Linked DNA regions of Sus scrofa: region 1 is linked to region 2. A link is a contact called in public HiChIP or PLAC-seq data. All regions are on one chromosome and are shown on one strand. Each heading gives the region's core, a stretch centred on a gene start, on an enhancer-like site or on the middle of the called end of the contact. The rest is flanking DNA. Distances are from core to core; before and after follow the strand shown.

The links. HiChIP or PLAC-seq counts read pairs in DNA pulled down with a chosen protein or histone mark.
Region 1: a contact with region 2 is called in an H3K27ac HiChIP or PLAC-seq map of alveolar macrophages. The contact joins the promoter of STRADA here to the promoter of PSMC5 in region 2. A contact is called at or near these places in 2 of 47 Hi-C or Micro-C datasets (both in liver) and 2 of 2 datasets of contacts at active chromatin or transcription factors (alveolar macrophages and skeletal muscle).

Annotation. Positions count from the first base shown.
Region 1 is chr12:15,190,001-15,193,907 of Sscrofa11.1, forward strand. STRADA (STE20-related kinase adapter protein alpha) reads left to right here and starts at 1,793. Exons shown (of 11, transcript XM_021066785.1): 1 at 1,793-1,921.
Region 2 is chr12:15,104,851-15,108,963 of Sscrofa11.1, forward strand. PSMC5 (proteasome 26S subunit, ATPase 5) reads right to left here and starts at 1,476. Exons shown (of 12, transcript NM_213983.1): 1 at 1,305-1,476; 2 at 714-785. The coding sequence starts at 1,328. It overlaps FTSJ3 (pre-rRNA processing protein FTSJ3), which reads left to right and starts at 792. Exons shown (of 20, transcript XM_013980850.2): 1 at 792-1,961; 2 at 2,135-2,240; 3 at 2,519-2,565; 4 at 2,683-2,762; 5 at 3,494-3,593; 6 at 3,692-3,886; 7 at 3,962-4,077. The coding sequence starts at 1,895.

The DNA of each region.
Region 1 (3,907 bases), core at 543-3,042, 85 kb after region 2:
TTAAACGTAAGTGGAAAACATTAGGGAGCTTGTACATTCCAGGACTCAAAAGCAAAGCAAGAGGAGACTATGTTTGTAAACTCTGAAAATTGACCTTTCACTACACCCATTTTCTGAGTTATCTGGCTTTAGTATGCCCTTTTGCAAGGAAATTTGCTCCCTGAAACAGAGTCAAGGCTGAAAGTTTGCCCAACTAGCTTTTGTGTGCAGTCAAGAAGATTCGAAAATCTTTTAGCCACTTTGACCAACTGACATCCAGTTAGGAAATGACATAGCTATTGGGCTGGGGATTAGATGGCAAGTACTACCATGTTTAAATTCCCCATTGTGATGGCTGCATCAAGTTTGGCACTGGGAGTTCCCGTTGTGGTGCAGCGAAAACGAATATGACTAGGAATGATGAGGTTGTGGGTTCTGTCCATGGCTTCCATCAGTGGGTTAAGGATTCCGAGTTGCCCTGAACTATGGCGTAGGCTGCAGACGCGTGGCTCAGATCCTGCATTGTTGTGACTGTGGTGTACGCCAGCAGCTGCAGCTCCGATTTGATCCCTAGCCTGGGAATCTCCGAGTGCCACAGGTGTGGCCCTAAAAAAAGGCAAAAAAAAAAATGTTTGTCATCTTTTCAGGCACTGACTCCTCTAATACCCTTGATTCTAAAGACAACAGGTGAAGAAGGTCTTTTGAAAAGAACATTGCAGGGCAGCTCAGGTCCTTGGTGTGGCATGAGCTTGATCCCTAGCCTGGGAACTTCCATATGCCGTGGGCAAGACCAAACAAATGGAAAACATTGCAGGGAATTTTACTTCAATTTCTGCTACTGTCTTGCTTTGTAAATTTGCCAAGTCTGCTGCTGAAAAAAAAGTTATCTTATTTGACAGAGAATAGTGAGGATACTGCTTTGGAATGTTATAAAGCACTAGATGAGATCAAAGTGATGTGGGTAAAATTTAGTGAGACGCTGAGATGCACTGGCAAAGTTCACATTTCAGTTTCGCTGCACATTTCCGACAGCCCCTGTTTGAAGGTAGCTGAACTTCTCCCCCATCTTGGAAGTTAGACCAGCATGAATGTGTGCCAAGGGTCATAGCTGGTAGGGGTGAGTGTTCATTACTTGAGGGAGTATGTCCATTTTGGGATCCACCCCACCCCCACCAGCGTGGGCGGAGTCACTAAAAAAAGTCTCACAGAAGGAGTCTTGCTCCATCATTTATTGCTTCATCCTTTCTCAAGAGCTGCATGCCTCTGCTTAGGCTAGCTTCCCCACCAAGGCGAACCTGACACGTTTCTGCAGACAGAGTTGTGGGTCAAAGGATCCAGAACCGGGAGTTCCCTGGTGGCTTAGCGGGGTTGAGGATCAAGCCTTGTCACTGCTGTGACTCTGGTTACAGCTGTGGCGCGAGTTCCTTTTCTGCCTCGGGAACTTCCGCATGCCCCGGGCACCACCAAAAAAACAAACAAACCAAAAAACCTTGTACAAAGGATCCAGGACAAAGATCCAGAGGGGGGAATAAAGATAGTTCTCATTGGTTCAGGTATTTTCCTCCTTTTACAGATAAGGAATCTGTGCCACAGAGAGAGGATGGCTTTCCCCTTTGAAGCCTGTCAATCCGGTGCCCCGGAGGCCAAAGTGAAGGGCCTTTGAGAGTATGAGGCTGTTTTTTCCACTAAAATCCCATCACACGAAAGGAAAGGCACCCAAAAAAAGTACTCAAAGTAGCCAAATCAGCAGCCAGTGTTGCCGTGCCTTACTCTAGCTCCCTTGACTCTTGATTGTTGAAATCATCCCACTTCCTTCCTGCAGCGCGACGGAAGCTCTGGCAGCCCTTTTCGGACCCCGAGCCGACACCGACGACAAGCTAGGTCTTTGGCTTCCACACACGGGAGAAACGGGTCCCTTCTGCTGGAGGCCGAAAGCCCTCAGGTATGCGCTGCGCGTAAAAAGGTTAACTCAGAACTGGAGAACCGCTTTCCGCGGGGCGCGGCTGAGGACCCTCCGCACGGCAGCCACGCGGGACTCAGGCAGAACTGCCCCCACTTGCGGCGCCCCGGGGCGGGGCTTCCTCTCCCGCGCTGGTGGGGCGGGGCAACGAGGAGCTTCCTCGCTCCTCCTCGCCCCGCCTAGAGGAGCAGGGACCGGGCTCCCTCGCTCCTTGGAGTGATTGGGCGGGGCCTCCTGTCCAGCTCCGGGGTGGGGCCGAGGCAGGGCGGAGCTCTCTACCAGCCCTCCCCGGGTCCCTCTACTGCGCATGGCACGTTGCGTACCTCCTCCCAGCAACCGGCCCGGCGGCAGCGCGGCGGTAAACTAAGGAGGCGGAGCTGAGACTGGGTCGGGACTGCTTGCTTACTCCAGGACCAGGTACCGGGCTGGCGGGACCGCCTGGTGCGCTCCAGGGATCAGTCGTTCCTCGCTCTGATGCCAATTACATCTTCTCAGGGGCACCCTCTTTCAGAGCGGCCATCCCGAGCACCCTCTCGCCCTTCACGGGCCCCTTTTCACCCGAATCCTTCTCGGTTCCCGCAGTGAGGGGCTGCAGCCGGAGAGCAGAATAGGCTTGGGCCAGGCCCAGACACACCCGAGTGGAGTTTCCGGGCAGAAGAGGCGAGCGTGCTTTCCCTCCCTTCTCCCCTGATTTTCAGGTGGGAAACCTGCGGCCCAGGTGGCGGTTTGTCTTGATGAAGCTAAGAGGCGGCGGCGTATCCTAGTGCTGCACTCTCCCCGAAACCCCCCCCCCCGCGTCCCCGGTCCCGCATCCCCATCTCATCCCAGGCTAGGTAGGTCAGGTCCTTGTTAGGAAAGAGTATTCCCTGAATCAACCTAAGTAGAGCTTCTAATTGTCTTGCTTTTCAAAATGTTTAAGCGCCCACAGTCGATTTGGGGTGTGGGTGGGTAAGTGAGCGCGAGAGAAGGGGAGTGGTGAAATAAAATTGTTCACGTTTTCTGGAAATAGGGAACTTCTCTGCTAGGAGAAGTGCCAAGATATCCTAGCATATTCTAACTTGATTTTTACCAAGAGAGGAAAAGCTGTTCGAATTGGTCCTTTTCTTATTGAAATATCTGTTGGAGTAGAACCGTATTCCAGTATGTATTTGTGGCATTAAGACAGTTTTTCATCGACTGACTGGTGTTTTTCTTTGGCGTCCCCCCCTCAAGACTATTTCTCCTCCCTGAGAGTTGAAGAAACTAAATCTTTTCTGATTATCTGCCTCAGGCCAGGAGCCTATTCACCCATAAGTACTGAACTGGTTATATCTCTTCCTCCCCACCCTTGAACTAGGTTTCTTAGAGGTATTGTGGCTCAAATGCATTGTGTATAGTTGTAATCCCAGACATGGAGGAAGTTTAGAAAACCAGTGATGAAAATAGGGGAAAGGGAAAAAACTAAATCAAGAAAAGGAATTCTTTCTACACTGTTTGGCATCTGGTCAGCACCATTGTCAAATCAGGTGATGGCTTTTCAGTCATCATATCTTGGCACACACAGACTCGACACTTCTCCCGTGTTATCACTCACAGTTTCTAGAGCACAGGCTTTGGAACAAACCTGTTGAGTTCTCTACCACTTGTCTGTGTAACTTTGGGTATTAACCTGAGTCTTAATATCCTGATCTATAAAACGAGGATGATAATACTTACTGTGAGCTGATCTACGTGAAGCATTTAGCACAGATCCTGGCACATAAGTTCACCTAAAGTGCTTGCTGCTTTTATTATTTTTACAATTGTTAAATTAGCAGATGGAGGAGTGCCCATGTTAGGTGTTGGGCACAGTAGCCCCTGGGAATGCACGACTGAACAAGAGGTATTCTCTACCTTCACAGCGTCTCTACTCTAGAGGAGGAAGCTGATAAGTAGGCAGTTAAGAGTGTGGTGCGTATAAGGGTGGAATACAAAAGGCCAAATACCTAA
Region 2 (4,113 bases), core at 226-2,725:
GTCAGAAGCCTAAGTTCTAGCCCCACTGCTGGCTGTTAATAGCTGAGTAAAGCTAATGAAAACCACTTAAAAGGTCTAGATCTCTCACCAAACTGCAAGTGGTGCACCTACTGGCCTCTTTTCGGGGTTAATTTGAGGAACAAATGAAAGCAGCACAGGTAAAGCATTTCAAAAATGACCACCCAAATATGAAACCTGCAAATGTACCTGGAAGTGAGAATTTTTCCTTGTGGCTCTCCATCTAATTTGCAATATTTTCCTCATTTCTATGATCTGGCTCCCTCTTTAGGCTGTAATACTGGGTTGCTAGTTCCTTTTCATTTGGCCCCCTGGAACCAGCATTGTTCAGACTCCTCAATTTTGTCTTCCCTCACTCTCACTCTGCCCCAACCCCTCTCTAATAAATCCCATCTTCTGAACCTACATCTTCCCTTTTATAAGAAACTACCATTCAGGCTTCCTCTGAAAGGAATGATTTTTGGCCGGGGCTAACTTTTATGTGAAAATTTGACTCCTGAAAATATGTAACAAACTGTGAATATTAATGATCTTCAAAAGGGTGGGACTTGAGGAAGAAACTGTTAACTTGATATAATTCATACCCTTGGCTTCTTGCTTCTTCCACTGCGCCCCAGTGGAATCATACGGCTTTCTAGAAATCGGCTCCATCGATCCTTCACCGAAGCCCTTCCAGCTCCCTCAGGACCTCTTACCTGGAGTTCTTCAATCTTGGACAGATAATACTGGCGGAGTCCACTGCCTGCCTTCCCCTCTTCCAGCTCCATCTGAAGACAGTTTAATTATTAAACAACAGGTTAAACACCCAAGGGATAAAGCTACTTCCAGCTTGGACTTCAGAGACTAAGACTTGGGTTCTAATCCCTCACTCCATCTCTTCAAAACCCTTCGTGTCCCAGTGACAGAAGAGGGGAAACAGAAAGAGGGGAAAAAAAGTCCACCCCTTAAGACTTTCAGGAGGAGCAAGAGAGAACACACAAGGCAACGGCATACAAACCCGAAGGGTCATTACTACAGGAGGAGCCAGCAAGAAGGACGGGTTCCCTGACTCGGGCGACTCGCTCACTCATCCCGCTTCCACCGGGTCTTCCATTCCCGGCCCTGCCCTGACCCGCCGGGGGAGGCGCTGACACAGCAGATCCGTTCCCAGGCAGGGCCCGGTCCGGATTGGTCCATCCACACCTGATTGCCTCAACGCTCTTGCCCCAGACGGCTGCCCACCTCGGATCACACCTGCTCCGCATCCAGCCCTGATCCCCGTCTGGCCGCGGCAGCCGCCGCCATACCTGCTCAGGCCCGTCAAGCGCCATCTTCCCTCTTCCGCGGAGGCCCCCGGCATCAGAGCCGCTTTGGTGCGCAGGCGCGGAAGCGGGGCTTGGGGGACCGAACTCCCGGGCAGAGAACAGTTCCGGGTCAATGGGCGGGGTGTGCGCCCAAACAAAGCAAATAACAGGGGCCCTGAAGCGGCGGGGCCACGCGAGGTCAGGAGCTTTGGAAGGGGATAAAGAGGACGCAGAGCTCCTAAATGTTATTCCGAAGAAACTAGGTTTTGGTTAAAGTAATATTACTTCCGGGTGCAAACATCTAGTTTATAAACCTGGACACAGAGCTTAAAGAAAAATTTGTGGCCACGCTCAAAATGGCGGAAAACTTGGATCCGCGGACGCAGCCGACGCACACGGAAGCGGAAATACGTTTGCTGCTTACACGTGCCGCTGCTGGGGTAGTGAAAACGGAGCTGGGTGGTGTTAGGAGCGGAGTGCGGAGTGTCTTTGAGAAGACGAGTGGGGAGCGGAGAGCGTAATCTAGTATTCTGGGCGGAGACGTCCTGATTTCTGCTTTCTCTCCAGATTGAGTGGCACTCCCCAGTTCCACTATGGGCAAGAAGGGCAAAGTAGGGAAGAGCCGGCGGGACAAGTTCTATCACCTGGCGAAAGAGACCGGTGAGTCATGGTTTACGCAGTCTGAGAGCAAGAGAGCCACCGATCTTTGCCTGTTCGCCTCCTTCCCGAACATTGGGTTTCTCTTCCACAGAAGAGGTGGTGGGTTGTGAGGCCACCGTAATCCCGCTGGGAAAGCGCTTTCGCGGACTTTATTCTTTTTTCATTGTTTCTAGGTTACCGTTCCCGCTCTGCTTTCAAGTTGATCCAGCTGAATCGCCGCTTTCAATTTCTGCAGAAAGCCCGAGCCTTGCTAGACCTGTGCGCTGCACCAGGTGGATGGTGCGTAATATCTGGCACCTGTTGCTTCTTGTGGCAGCTTTCTGCATTCCCGCCATGGATGACTGAGTTTAACTGTGGGCAGGAGAGATACAGGACTAACAATCTGAAATTTTTCTACTTCCGAAACAAATTTCAGGGAAAAATATTTGGAAGTTATGTATGAGATATGTTTGGCCACTGCAGTCGGCAGGGGCTCCTAATACTGGGGATGAGAGCCAGAGACGGCGGGAAAGGGACAAGCCAGGGTAATTATTTCAGTGTTTACTTCTTTTTTATAGGCTGCAGGTGGCTGCCAAGTTTATGCCTGTCTCCAGCCTTATTGTGGGTGAGTGACAGTTCTTTTAAGCGTTTCGGGGATGGCGAGTGTGACATGCTGTGTTCGGCATTCCCTTCCTCCTGTTTAAGGCAACCTTTGGGAACACTCCACCCTGATTTCTTCCAGGTGTGGACTTGGTTCCAATCAAGCCTCTTCCCAATGTGGTGACTCTCCAGGAGGATATCACAACAGAACGTTGTAGGCAGGTAATGGAGATTTCTCTTTTCTCTCTCTCTTTTTTTTTTTTTTTTTTTTTTGGCTGCATCTGCGGCATATGGAAGTTCTCAGGCCAGGGATCAGATCCAAGCCTACCCTGATCCTCTGAAGGCATGCTTTTCCTGTTTACCATGCCTTGAGCAGTGCTTGCACAGGACAAAACAGGTAATACATCACGTCCACCAAGCCGTTATTCTGGAAAGATGTGTTTGGGGTTGGCGGAAGTGCAGAGAATTCAGTGAAATTCTTTCCGGCAGGTTCACTGGTGGCCTCTAAACTCCATGAGAACAGATGTTGCTTTTGTTTATCATTGTATCCCCTGCTTGGCATAGGATTTGGCCCCTGGTGGACACTCAACAAATGACTGGGTGGACAAATGGCTGAACCACGAACTCCATTTGTAGCCCTTTCTTTATTTTATTTTTTTGGTCTTTAGGGCTGCACCCGCGGCACATGGGAGGTTCCAGGCTAAGGGTCGAATCGGAGCTACGGCTGCTGGACTACAGCACAGCCACAGCAACTCAGATCTGAGCCTGTCTGCAACCTAGGCCTCAGCTCACAGAGATGCTGGATCCTTAACCCACTGAGTGAGGCCAGGGATCGAACCCCCATCCTCATGGATACTAGTTGGGTTTGTTACCGCTGAGCCACAACGGGAACTCCTTTTTTTGTTTTTGTTCTTAGCCATTTCTGTTGCCATAACAGTTGTCTTTGTCTGCAGGCCTTGAGGAAGGAGCTGAAGACCTGGAAAGTTGATGTTGTGCTTAATGATGGGGCCCCCAACGTTGGGGCCAGCTGGGTCCATGATGCTTATTCACAAGGTGCCAGGATGGGGTGGTGGCCTGGGGATGCTGGTGGTGGGGGGGCACACCCTTCCGGGCTGCAGAGATCCTCAGCGAACTGTCTCTCTCTCCCACAGCCCATTTGACCCTGATGGCTCTGCGTTTGGCTTGCGATTTTCTGGGTCGCGGTGGCTGCTTCATCACGAAGGTTTTCCGTTCTCGTGATTATCAGCCCTTACTGTGGATCTTCCAGCAGCTCTTCCGCCGTGTCCAGGCCACTAAGCCCCAAGCGTCTCGTCATGAATCTGCAGAGATTTTTGTGGTCTGCCAGGGTGAGCATTACTTCAATCTCTTGACTCAGTTTTCACCTGCCACAGCGCCTGTTCTTACATATCTTATTGTCTTAGGATTCCTGGCGCCTGACAAGGTTGACAGTAAATTCTTTGACCCCAAGTTTGCCTTCAAGGAGGTTGAAATTCAGGCCAAGACTGTTACCGAGTTGGTGACTAAGAAGAAGCCAAAGGTGTGTTTGGGGAGTGGGGCCACCCCGAGGACCTGG